2 separate regions of the Zea mays genome follow, and region 2 is linked to region 1. Evidence: chromatin contacts called from public Hi-C data. All regions are on one chromosome and are shown on one strand. Each heading gives the region's core, a stretch centred on a gene start, on an enhancer-like site or on the middle of the called end of the contact. The rest is flanking DNA. Distances are from core to core; before and after follow the strand shown. Region 1 holds the start of LOC101202695 (heat shock factor protein 3). Region 2 holds the start of LOC100127539.

Region 1 (6,297 bases), core at 2,232-4,731:
TCCATGCGCCTAGGGGTCCCTTTTATAGCCCCAAGGCAGCTAGGAGCCGTTGAGAGCACATCTGGAAGGCTATCCTTGCCTTCTGTCGTCGGGCGCACCGGACAGTCCGGTGCACACCGGACACTGTCCGGTGCCCGATTTGTTTCCTTATACAGCGCATCCGACCGTTGCTGTCAGAGTCAGATCTGCGCACCGTTGGCGCACCGGACATGTCCGGTGCATACCGGACAGTCCGGTGCTTCCTTCCGACCGTTGGCTCGGCCACGTGTCGCGCGCCGATCGCGCGGCCGACCGTTGGCCCGGCCGACCGTTGGCTCACCGGACAGTCCGGTGCACACCGGACAGTCCGGTGAATTTTAGCCGAAGTCGCCGGAGAAAAACCCGAGAGTGGCCTCTTCGGCCAAGGCAGCCTGGTGCACCGGACACTGTCCGGTGCACCACCGGACAGTCCGGTGCCCCAGACCGAAACAGCCCCTTGGCTGCACACAGCCAAGTCTTCTCTTCTCTTCTTCTATCTGTTTCTAACACTTAGACAAATATATTAGTACACAAAACCAATGTACTAAGGCTTAGAAACATACCTTTACTTGTGATTTGCACTTTGTTCATCCATGAGCATATTATCACATTTAAGCCTTTGTGTTTGCACTCAATCACCAAAATACTTAGAAATGGCCCAAGGGCACATTTCCCTTTCATAAACCCCCAGTCAGCTGCCTATTAGGCCTTATCTACTACGTTACGTATTTCCGCACTTTGATGATATTAATGACTATGGCTATGTATTAGACTCTGTGGATGTCTCAGACATCTTATTGTAATAAAGTACTTTTCCGCTATTTACTTTGAGCATCGTGTGATGATGTCGAATTATGCGCTATGTACGTGAGTTTCTGATCCTGGCACGTACATGGTTCGCATTCGGTTTGCCTTTCAAAACCGGGTGTGACATTGGTTGTACCTTTTAATTGTGGTTGTTTACTTCATTGTGGCAGTTTACTTCTCTATTGATGTAATGAACTGCTATGAACACTTGAACATTTAGGAGTTGGTTGTACTCTTTTTTTTCTTCCTAGGGTTTTCTTACTAGGTCTGAGTTTTTACCTTGGAAGGGTTTTAATGAGACAGCATTGAACTAACAGCTCCAATAATATTCCACTTAACTTTCTATTTGAGTTTTGCTTGTTGGTATTGGTTATCCTAGAATGTTTTGAGGTTGGAGTTTGAGTTGGTATGTGCATGTGCGTAATTGTGAATTACTGTCCAGATTATCACGTGTGTAATTGTGAATTACTGTCCACAATATATGTGTAATTGTGTCCAGAATTATATGTATCAGTTTTCCCAGGTTTTTTTGCTTGTTTTTTGGTCTGTATGGTTAATCGGGTTCATGGGCGGCATAACCCGATTAGCCTAGTGGACTGTAAGCCCGACACAACATATTTAACACCATCCCGTGCCGTGCTTGGCCCTGATTGAAGCCCGTGGGCGGGCAAGACATGACCCGTCTTCGTCTTCGTGTCGGGGCAGCCGGTTATTATTCATGTCGGGTTAGCCCGACATGTCTATTTGGACATGTATAATTTCGGTCGTACCAGAAAAAATAGAGGCACATGTTGCAATTTTGTACTAGTTAGCAAAATTTATATTAAACAATTAGACGATCGCTAATCACTTTAAATTTTAAATCATGCTTTGCTATATGTATCTATACATCGATCGATGTCGTCGTACCTTGGGATTTTTTTCCTCCGCCACTGGAGGCGATATAGCAATTAGGTAAACTTTACACAGCGATTGCCGCTGTTGTGGGCACAAGATCGCAGTCGCAGAGCTGGAGAACGTCGCTGTGCAGGTTTTATGGGCAGGATTCCGATAGACGTGATAACGGGATAAGATAGTGTAGTGTAGCCCCACCGCTGTCAATAATGCCGGGCGGACGGGAAAAAGACAGCAACACGACAGGTGGCGCCCAACCACAGCCTGCAACGCGCCGTGGCAAAGCGCAAACTCCAAAGCCCACCTGTCGAGCGCGTACCGCGCCGGGGACTGCCCTGAACGTCCCAGTTGGAAACGCCCACGTCCCGGAACGCTAGTGGCGCCCGCGGCCGTGACTGTACGGGCGCTGCCCACTTGCGTGCACGTGGGCTAACGGGAGAGGCCCACGCCAGCTCTCCCGTCCGTTGTCCGGACGCAAGCTACCGCGCTGGCCCGGGTTTGTCCGTCCCGTACAGTCACGTTGATACAGACGCTGAGAGCATGTCTGGTATCTTTTTATATAATATAAAGTGTGTTATCTATAGACATATGTAAATAGATTTAGTTGCACAATCGTTATTGAAAAGAGTTAAATATATTTCTTGTATTTAACTAGTGGTGGTGGTTGCGCCTTCTATAGTAGGACGAAGGGAGTAGGTAATACACCAGTTTTTTTGTAATATCATACTTTTTCGGTCTCAAAATATAATTCGCTTTAGATTAAACCTACCTTCATTCAGTAACCTATGAATATAGTTTGTATGCATATCTAAATTCATTATCATCTATTCAAATACGGAGAGATAAAAAGTTCTATATTTTGAGATAGAGGGAGTAGTATTTTAATTATACTCTAAGTTGTTTGGTTGCATTATCAAAACTGCATTTTCATCATAACATTGTAGATAATATGGTATTTTTGGAGCATTGAAAACTCTACTTTAACCTAATGTTTTAATGGTATGCCTAGCGTTTGTCTAATACTATATTTACAATTTATATCTAAACAATGTTTCTTAAAACTAACTGTAGTACTTTGGAGTTGGGCAAAACTACTGTGGTGTTATTATGACAATTGCAAAAAAAAAATAGCATTGTAACATAATGGTTTTAAAAAATATAGTGGACAAACATGCCCGGAGATTTGCGCAGCTGTACTACTTGTAGTCGCCCAGGCCGACCGGGATATCAACGTCGGAGAGAGGCTACCGATGCACCGGAGCGGATCCGAATTGTTTAGTTGCCGGATTACCAGATCGGGAGGCACAACTTGTGTTCTCCGTTCTTCCACGTGAACCCATATCTGCCACCATCAGTAAACAACAGTTGGGGCTAATAGACAATGAGAAAAAAGTCCGGTGCATCCCCCCTGGCCGTGTCTCCACGTCTTGTGGCTGAAGCCGAACCCAAGACAAGCAGAAAGCAGCCGAGAGAGGTCTTCGGCGCGCACCCGCTACGGAAAAAAGCGCAAAAGCACGGGCCGTCTCAGCAAAAGCGCAGCGCTGAGCGGGCGGCCGTGGATTGGCGGGTCCGCGGCAGCGCGCGCTTTTTCCCCACCCGTCGCGGTCGGCGGGGGCTCCATGCCCGCGGGGCCACGTGGGAGGCCAGGGCGCCGAACCCTCCCGAGCCCGCGGCACGCGTCGCGGCTGCACTGGCCAGGCCACGGCCCCGCGCCCATTATATCCTGCCCCCGCCGCGCATCACCGGCGACCACGTCGACACCCTGCCACCAACGACAGGTTACCTTCTTCGGGCCCTTCTCACCATTTCCTCATTTAAGCCCCGTGTGCCTTGCTCCTCGGTGTTTCCTCCAGATAGTAGTGTTTCCTCAGTGGACTAGTGTGAAGCTGTGCTTAGCGTAGCGGAAGGGAGGAAGGACAAGGCAAGGCAACTGATGGCGGCGGGCGGCGGAGGCGGCTCGCCGGCGCCGTTCGTGTGGAAGACGTACACGATGGTGGAGGACCCCGGGACGGCAGGGGTGATCGGCTGGGGCAGCGGCAACAACAGCTTCGTCGTCGCCGACCCCTTCGTCTTCTCGCAGACGCTGCTCCCCGCGCACTTCAAGCACAACAACTTCTCCAGCTTCGTCCGCCAGCTCAACACCTATGTCAGTTAAATCACACACTCCAGCTAGCTAAATTGATTGCCGTCTCTCTTCTACGAGCTGAACCCTGCTCTTGGGAGAGCGCTGGATCTGTATAAACTTTGGCGTGTGTACCGAATGCTCTTGCTGTGCTGTACCAACACAAATTTGTAAATTGGTTTTTGTTGGAGAAAAAAAAAGGAAATATGTAAGCTTGCTACCTGCAGCGACGAAATTCTTCAAAACATCTTTGGAGATCGACCATTCAAAATTCGTAGACAAACATATGGACAGAGATGGAGCCGCGTATATATATGCAACGAAATTCTGCAGACAGTTCGGTGAATATATGCACGGAGAAAAATTGGTTTTTTTGCGCAATTTACCTATGGATTTCTGCAAGAACCGAACACACCGCCGTGAGAACTTTATAAATCGCGAGAGCCAAGAGCTGCACAGCTAGTACTAGTACTTCCCTTGCCCTGACTTGGTATTTTCAGGGCTTCCGCAAGGTTGATCCGGACCGGTGGGAGTTCGCCCACGCGTCGTTCCTGCGCGGCCAGACGCACCTCCTGCGCAACATCGTCCGCCGCGGCAGCAGCGCCGCCGGTGCCGGAGGCGGAAAGAGGAAGGACGCCAGCCCCACGGAGCTGGCCTCCGGGGACGACATGACCATGGTGGCCACGGAGGTGGTGCGCCTCAAGCAAGAGCAGCGCGCCATCGACGACCGCGTCGCCTCCATGTGGCGCCGCGTGCAGGAGACGGAGCGCAGGCCCAAGCAGATGCTCGCGTTCCTCCTCAAGGTCGTCGGCGACCGCGACAGGCTGCACCGCCTCGTCGGCGACGCCCCCGTGCCAGATAACGGGTTCGCCTCCGGCGGTGCCGCCGAGCCGCCCGCCGCGGAGGTCGGCGAGAAGCGGGCCAGGCTGCTGCTCGACGGTGACAGCATGGTGGCGCTCGGTCCCGAGGCCGTCGACTTCGCCGGGTTCTACAGCGGCGGCGGTGCGTTCGGCGATGTTGCCGTGGATGCTGCCGCTGGGTCCCGCGGAGGCGGGTTCTCGTTTGCGTTCGGCGTGGACGCGGGGTACTGAATGACGAGCAGGCGCCGCCATTGTCAGCAGCTTGGCCCGCTTATGCTGCTGTCGAGCTTCCTGCCAATGCCATTGCGCTGAGCGGCGGCAGCCGTCACATGGAAGCATGGCAGGGGATGGATGATAATGATGTTAAGTTCTATCCCTGCTACATGGATAGGATGTGTGTCTGATGCTGCTTTTCGTGGATCTATATGGGCGGGGAGCGACTACTGCGTCGAGATCTAAAAATAAGGGGATATACTGTCATGGAGTGTGACCTTCGAAGTTCCCAATATGAGTAGGTTTGATGTTGTACATGACCAGTGCAGCAGCACTAATATTTCAATCTCCTGCGGATACGCAGCTGGAAAATTGGCATCGCTATTATTTAGCCCTTTTCTAATTATGTCTCAAGCGAACAATCTAATTAAGTTTTCTTAGAGCATCTCCAAGAGACTAGTTAAATAACTCGCCGAGCCAAATTTTAGCTACTAAATAGTAAATTAAATCTCCAACAGACTAGCTATCTGACTAGTAAGCTATCTGACTCTGTAAATTGTCTCTCACTAGCTAAATTTAGCTAGCCACCTGACTAGCCAAACTAGATAGATAGTCTGTTGGACTGAGATGCTATATATAGAGTGTAGTCTTTATGAAAATGTAAATAGATAGTTAAATAGAGAGAAAAAAATGAAGAGTCTCTTGGAGATGCTCTTACCATCGTACATGTAATAATTGTGTTGATATAAACTGTTACAAAACAATGAGCAAAGGCACAGTCAAGATGAAACATAGAGAGACAAGATTAACATAGAGAAAGGATCTATCTGTTTGGTTCACTTATAGATTTCTGAAACTTTAATGTGATTCTAGTTGTGAACGGTAAAAAAACAGTTGCGAGGGGACGGTTATAAAAAAATTTAAAATTTATTTAGTTAAAACAACTTTAAAATCTAAAACTTATTTAGTGAAAAGAAGGCCTGTAGAACGATAGCATGGTAACATAGATAACAAAAAATTAGAAAATCTAGAGTATAAAATAAATCTGAATTGAACTATAGAAATCTATAGATTTTTAGAAATCGATTTTGCTGTTATAGCTGTTGGTTGAGATTCAAGATTTTTGACAGCGAATTTGGTTTAGAAGGCTGAACTAATCGCACTTTAAGGCAGCAAGTCCCCTATCTCTTCTCATATCTCATCCCCTATTTTAAATTTTATTTTGTAAACAATATCAACAGTGTCACTGTCACGTCCTCTATTTTACACGATCCACCAAAGACAACCTAAGAGTCTATTTGGTTGAGTTGTGGTTGTGAAAAAAACTGTTGTGGGTTGTGAGATATGAAAAAACTGTTGTGGGTTTTGATTTGTAAAAAGGTA
Region 2 (6,297 bases), core at 1,852-4,351, 230 kb after region 1:
CAACAACCTGGTGAAGGCAAGTGTCCTCAGACCTATCATGTCCTACTTTACTTTATAATTCACTGTCCCGCATTACATTATTGAAACTTAAGGATGCACTAGTATGTATTTACCTTACCCTTCTTTACCTTTTTGGGTTAATCATGGTTAGCTTATGCTATTGCTTAAACTTAATCAATGAACATGATGTGATCTTTTATGATACGATGATGTTATCCCTATGGGGTCCTTGTGATTACTTTAGGGGCCTCAGGCTCTTTCCTAAGTACCTCTCCGTAAGGACCTGTTTGGGGAGTGACAACCCAGGATAACAGTGCAACCATGAGGGTGGAATGGGACGACCTTAGCTGATTAATTAGAGGAACCAGAGGAGTAGTTGGCTTCACCATAGGGCCATCAATGGGGTCCGGGCACAGTACTTGCTCTACCGAGGTTGGTTGCAGAGGTTCTTTGATTTGGTTTTGTTAATCACCCTTCCTTTGGGGAGATGTACTGTGTTTATCAAACTAGAGAAACCTAACGGGCGGCTATGACCTCTGGGAAATCTTTGTAAAGGCTACGTAGTGAGACCCTGCTAGGTCACCTTGGTAGTGATCAATGGGGAGGCTAGAACCCCGGGCAGAATGGGAATCACGGCTTGTGGGTAAAGTGTGCAACCTCTGCAGAGTGTTAGAAACTTGTATATCAGCCGTGCTCACGGTTATGAGCAGCCTTGGGATCCTCTTCGATTAGAAGAACAATGGTTACTTTTATGATGATGATTAACAATGGTGATTATAATCCTGATCTCTGGTATTTCCTCTTGGAGGGAGTGCCTCTAGGTAATAACTGGGTTATTACTAAAACTTGGCTCTACTTATAATTAATAAAACTTGACCAACTAAAAGCAACTGCTTAACTTTAAACTCCACATACAACTAGTCCACTTTAGCCAAACGGGACATTTGCTGAGTACGTTGAAGTGTACTCACCCTTGCTTTACAAACCACCCCACCCAGGTTGTCCCCATTGTTCTCAGTGCTCAGGAGGTGAAGCTGGCAACATGGATGACTTCGAGGAGTTTCAGGAATATGACGAGTTCTAGTTCTTTCTTAGTGGCAAACCCCCAGTCAGCTGCCTGTGTAGGCTTACATTCTACGTTTTGATACTCTGCACTTTGATGTTATTGTTGAACACTATGGTTATGTATTAGACTCTGTGGATGTCTTGGACATCTTGATGTAATAAAGTACCTTTCCGCTATTTATTTCAAGCATTGTGTGATGATGTCCAATTATGTAATCGTTGTGTACGCGAGTTTCTGATCCTGGCACGTACATGGTTCGCATTCGGTTTGCCTTCCAAAACCGGGTGTAACACAGGGTGTCTTCCTCCATCCGCATCTGCCATAGCTAATGTCCATGTAGTTTTACCTAATTACTTGGTCAAGACCAAAGCCATATATTCCTTGTGGTTGTTTAGATGTCCTAGGTGGTCTCTCGACAAACCAATCCTTAGTGTGAGGCACTTGGCCAATCCTATCCCATACATTGAGTGATAATGGTTTGATAAAAGCACCTTTTATAAATAATTCTCATAAAACTTCTGGAAACACTTTTCTTTTGAAATATGTAGTGCACTAGAGTTTGTCTACAAAAAATGTTCCCAGATTTCGGAGTTGAAACTAGGACATCGCAAACAATTACTAGGGAAATTCCCATTAGGTGCAATAGTTTAGCCAAAACAGTAATGAGCGTGTAATTAAAGCGGTATAGAATCATGGAGTTCCTCAAAAGCGTGGGGCCCTTCAGACATATGCAACACTTCGAATCTACTCACGTACATGGGCACATAATAAGAAACAATACACTAATTCATAAAAACATGACTCAAAATAGTCGACTAGAATTATTCCATGCATTTTTAGAATTTATTTGAGACCAAAACCACTTTATTTAGATTAAAAATGAATTAGTTATGAATTTTTTAAAAAATAAACCTACCAGCTATATATTTCTAATTATCTATAGTATCTAGAGATTAAAAAGTATATTTTAGTCCCTGGTTATAATTAACTATGGTGGACTACAGGTTCATTTCAACTAATTCAAGGGTCTCTTATGCAAAAAGACTGCTGTCAGCGTCGCGCTGGTTGAGCGCTTACTAGTACAGATGGTAGTTGGAGTTGGATTACACATCGGGATTAAAAAAGGGACTGTGCTGCTGGTGCGTGCATGGCGATGGCCTCCGTGACAACTGACAACAGATCGGCGATGTGAGTTACGTCAGCCAACATGAAGCTCGACTGGTGCATATTGGGGCTGGAGGATTGCCGGGACGGCCGGACGGGAGTGCATGATCGGCAGCAAGGGGGTGCTTTCAACGGCGATATGTACTCCGGCGAGCAATTTGCATGTGCTCCATGTGTGGCTTGACCAGGGAACGGGTGTGTGGGGTTGGGTACCTGCTCATGCACGTCCTAGTGTCGAGCAGGAACCGAGAATATGAGTGAGGGCCAGGTCAATGGCGGCGGGTGCATGGCGGGGTCGGGTTGACGTGGTCCTAGCGGTAGACGCTGGCAGAGTTCCAGGGAAGACTTATCGTAGGTCCCACATAGGGGTGGATATCGAGCCAGCTCGACTCGTTATGCCTCAGCTTGTTATGTCTCGTTAACATGCCTCAGCTTCTTGAAGACAAAGGACCTAACATGCAAAACACTAGAAGATTCTATGCAATGTTAGAAAAGACACACATGCGTCTCCCATGGAATTTGATGAATGATAAGAGGTTCGATTATGATTGCCTGGAATTGATATGTTGATTCCCACCATCGTCTGTGTGCGATGCTTAAAACCATGGAAGCCAACGAACAAAGTTTGAAATTCCCACAAACAAGTAGAGAAGAGCATATCATTCTGAAAGGTGAGCAGATAAAAATGTGCCGAAACTGTGTTGAAAACGAGAATCACATGTATGCACACAGTTTCCTGAGCATCTTCTAGGACACTATAAAATAGCCCAAGACCTTGTGATTTGCTCAAGCCATATTGATGGCCTGATAGCTTTCGTAGGTGCTAGCTACTACCATATACCATATACTCTCACACAAAGATTAGTACAGCTAGCATGGCTAATGACTCCTTGACGAGGGGCCACATAATCGGGGATGTCTTAGACCCGTTTACTAGCTCAGTGTCTCTAAGTGTCCTGTATGATGGCAGACCAGTGTTTGATGGGATGGAGTTTCGGGCGTCGGCGGTGTCGGTGAAACCTAGAGTTGAGATTGGAGGTGATGATTTTCGAGTGGCCTATACCCTAGTAAGCCATCACGTACTCCGCAGATCGAGTCCATTTGGCGCGCGGTAGGCCATATCTATGGCCAAGATGTCTCGACTACTCTCCAAACTCTCATGTCCAAGTGACATCCATGGCTTTTGGCTCACTGTGTGTGACGGCTAAATCAGTCTCCTCGATCGTGCCCATAGCTCGGTTGACTACAAAGATTGGCTCATGCTAATAAATATATAGTAGTATTATACACTGAGAGAGACACTAACACCCCCCCCCCCCAAAAAAAAAGTGCAGGGATTTCTGATCAGCCCAGCCCCGAAAAAATGCTCAGGTTTACTTTTAATTCCCTAACATGTTGACCATGTGTTTGTGTTAATGTAAATATATTAGGTTATGGTGGATCCTGATGCGCCTAATCCCAGCAACCCTAGCCTGCGGGAATACTTGCATTGGTGAGTTATTGTTCTTGCACATACTATTTGATCAGACTACATATGTACAGTTCTGAAGAGTAATTCAGATAAATTAATCATCACACTGCCTTATCTTTTGACAGGATGGTTACTGACATCCCAGCATCAACAGATGATAGCTTCGGTGAGCATCAACAACTTTCATTTTTTATATTTATATATACATCACAAGAAACCTTCTTTTTGAAACAATCTCACATCCTAGTTAATAAACTCCCCCAAGAATTTAGTCATGCACTTTATTGCATTGTGAAGTGTAACCTCGATCTTGACCCTTTTAGAGGGCTCTCCCAATAAGTTCAACCTGACACCAAGCATGTAATTTCATTGTACATTAAAATTCCAAAAACAACAAGAAGCAAAGCCATGGAAACTATATTTTTTCACTTCACTGGTGCCTAAGCCCCAAGAAGATGGGCCAATAAAGGGATGCTTACTCTTTTCCTCAAGGGCTCATGTATATTAATTATGAATTTTTTTTAGAATTTTAATGCTAACGTGCTGATGCAAACTTTCTTCAATATTAGATTTTTTTGTGAATTTTCTTCATTTTTGTATATAGGTTGTGCACAATTTCTATATGCTTCTGCAAAATATGTAATCCTTATCTCTTGAAACCGAAACAAAAGTATTCCTTTTTTTAATAGTTTATTCTAATGCAGCGCTTGTGTTTTCTTCCGGCTCGAATTTAGTCAGCACAACTAATTGAATTGGCTTTAATCATATATAGTATATGTTTGCAATGTCCTGATCGATATAGAAAAAGGTATTTTTAAAGCAAGTGAGTTATAAGCTAGTGTAGAACTTCAGCATATGCAACGTAAGATTTTTGTTATCAGCAATTCAATCATATAGTACATGCTGCATGTATTTTAAGTGAAATATTTCAAACGAATTTGCTGTTTGATATGTTATTAGCTTATATCACACTTTGTTCATTTTTGGCATTTTAGATTTATCTCTAGTTTTTTTACCCAAGTTTTACACTCATATTGAAATTTGCATGGTACCCTTTTTGCATTCTTGCCACATTTGTCCAATATGTAACTTTAGTACAGCCGTTTGCAAGTATGTGGACGCACCATATTTTAATATGCCATAAAACAGCATACATGGTGGAGGGATAAGGGGTCGAACCCCCAATTTTAAAATTGATCAAATTTTGAAAAGTTTGCCCTTGCAAAATTCATATGAGGGGGTATTGACAATTGCGGTCTGCCACTGTGGTTTGTTATATATGTGCATAGAGTAAGGCGTTGGGGACATATACATGTATTCTAGAATGTTATGTAATTGTCACTAGCAGAAACAGCTCTATGGGGTGTTTAAATGCAATAGAACTAATAGTTAGTTGGCTAAAAATTGTTAGTGAAATTATCTAGCTAACAAAAAACTATCCAACTATTAACTAATTTACCAAAAAATAGTTAATAGCTGAACTATTAGCCATGGTAGCCGCTAATTATTAGCTCTAGTTCATTCAAACACCCGCTATGTCTACGATGAGATCTAATTTTTACAGACGGTTTCAATTATTAAGAAATCTGCATGTAGAAATTATATTTCTACTGACGGTACCTTATTAAGAAAACCACCAATACAAATCCATGAATTCTACAGACGGATTTCTTAAGGAACCGCATGTAGAAATCGATTTCTACAGGAACCGCCAATAAAACTAGAAGTATCACCGGTGTTTGATAACTAAAATCGTCTATAAAAATTGGGCCTCATAGTAGGCGTAGAGCTGTTTTTGATCCAGCTTCTAGTTTTCGATAGTTAGTTTCACTTTTTAAGAAAAAAACATAAGAACAGCACGTATTTTCTTTAATTTGTACTGTACTTTTGTCACATATGTCCTTTACTTAAGTTAATTAAGTGGATCCTGGCAAGAATATAACTTATCAATATATAAATTGTTCATTTTTTCATTAAAATAGAAGATTGTACGAACTTAGTATTTATAAAAAATGGTATAGACGGTGTTGGGGACGTAAACAAATATTTCAGAGTGGTGTGTGATTATTCTCTCACCCTTTTATTTTGCATATTGAGGATATTGCAAGTGTAGCTTTGACATTTAATTCTTCCATGGATAATTTTGTGTTAATAAGAAAATGCATATTTAATATAATAATCCACTAAAAATAAATAGATTTAGGCATTCCATGTTACATTTAGAAAAGAAAAAAAAACTAGCATTTACAGAGAAGGCATATTTTAATTTCCCTGATAACAGTATTTAAAACTATACTGGAATGTGTAACATGTGCGGTTATTAGTTTGCCCAACCAAATCCAAAAAAAGGGAATGCATATTAGAGATTTATAATTGCTTTTAATCCACTGATGTTAGCTAAAAAAACAGAAACAAAGTAAAGTTTATTATATTAGAACGAAAATCACCACAGATTATGTTGTTTCTCACCATTCCTTTTGATCTAAATGGCAGGCCGAGAGCTCATACCATATGAGAGCCCAAGCCCCACCATGGGCATCCACCGTCTTGTGTTGGTGCTCTACCAGCAATTGGGGCGGGGCACGGTGTTTGCGCC

Evidence for each region. Hi-C and Micro-C count contacts between places; a contact is called where the count stands out from the background.
Region 2: a contact with region 1 is called in a Hi-C map of leaf, with 2.1 times the contacts expected there. The contact joins the promoter of LOC100127539 here to the promoter of LOC101202695 in region 1. A contact is called at or near these places in 2 of 25 Hi-C or Micro-C datasets (ear and leaf).

The regions. Positions count from the first base shown.
Region 1 is chr9:81,242,070-81,248,366 of Zm-B73-REFERENCE-NAM-5.0, forward strand. It overlaps LOC101202695 (heat shock factor protein 3), which reads left to right and starts at 3,482. Exons shown (of 2, transcript NM_001279383.3): 1 at 3,482-3,865; 2 at 4,342-5,317. The coding sequence starts at 3,653. The coding sequence ends at 4,932.
Region 2 is chr9:81,476,312-81,482,608 of Zm-B73-REFERENCE-NAM-5.0, forward strand. It overlaps LOC100127539, which reads left to right and starts at 3,102. Exons shown (of 4, transcript NM_001112794.1): 1 at 3,102-3,297; 2 at 3,661-3,722; 3 at 3,827-3,867; 4 at 6,195-6,297. The coding sequence starts at 3,106.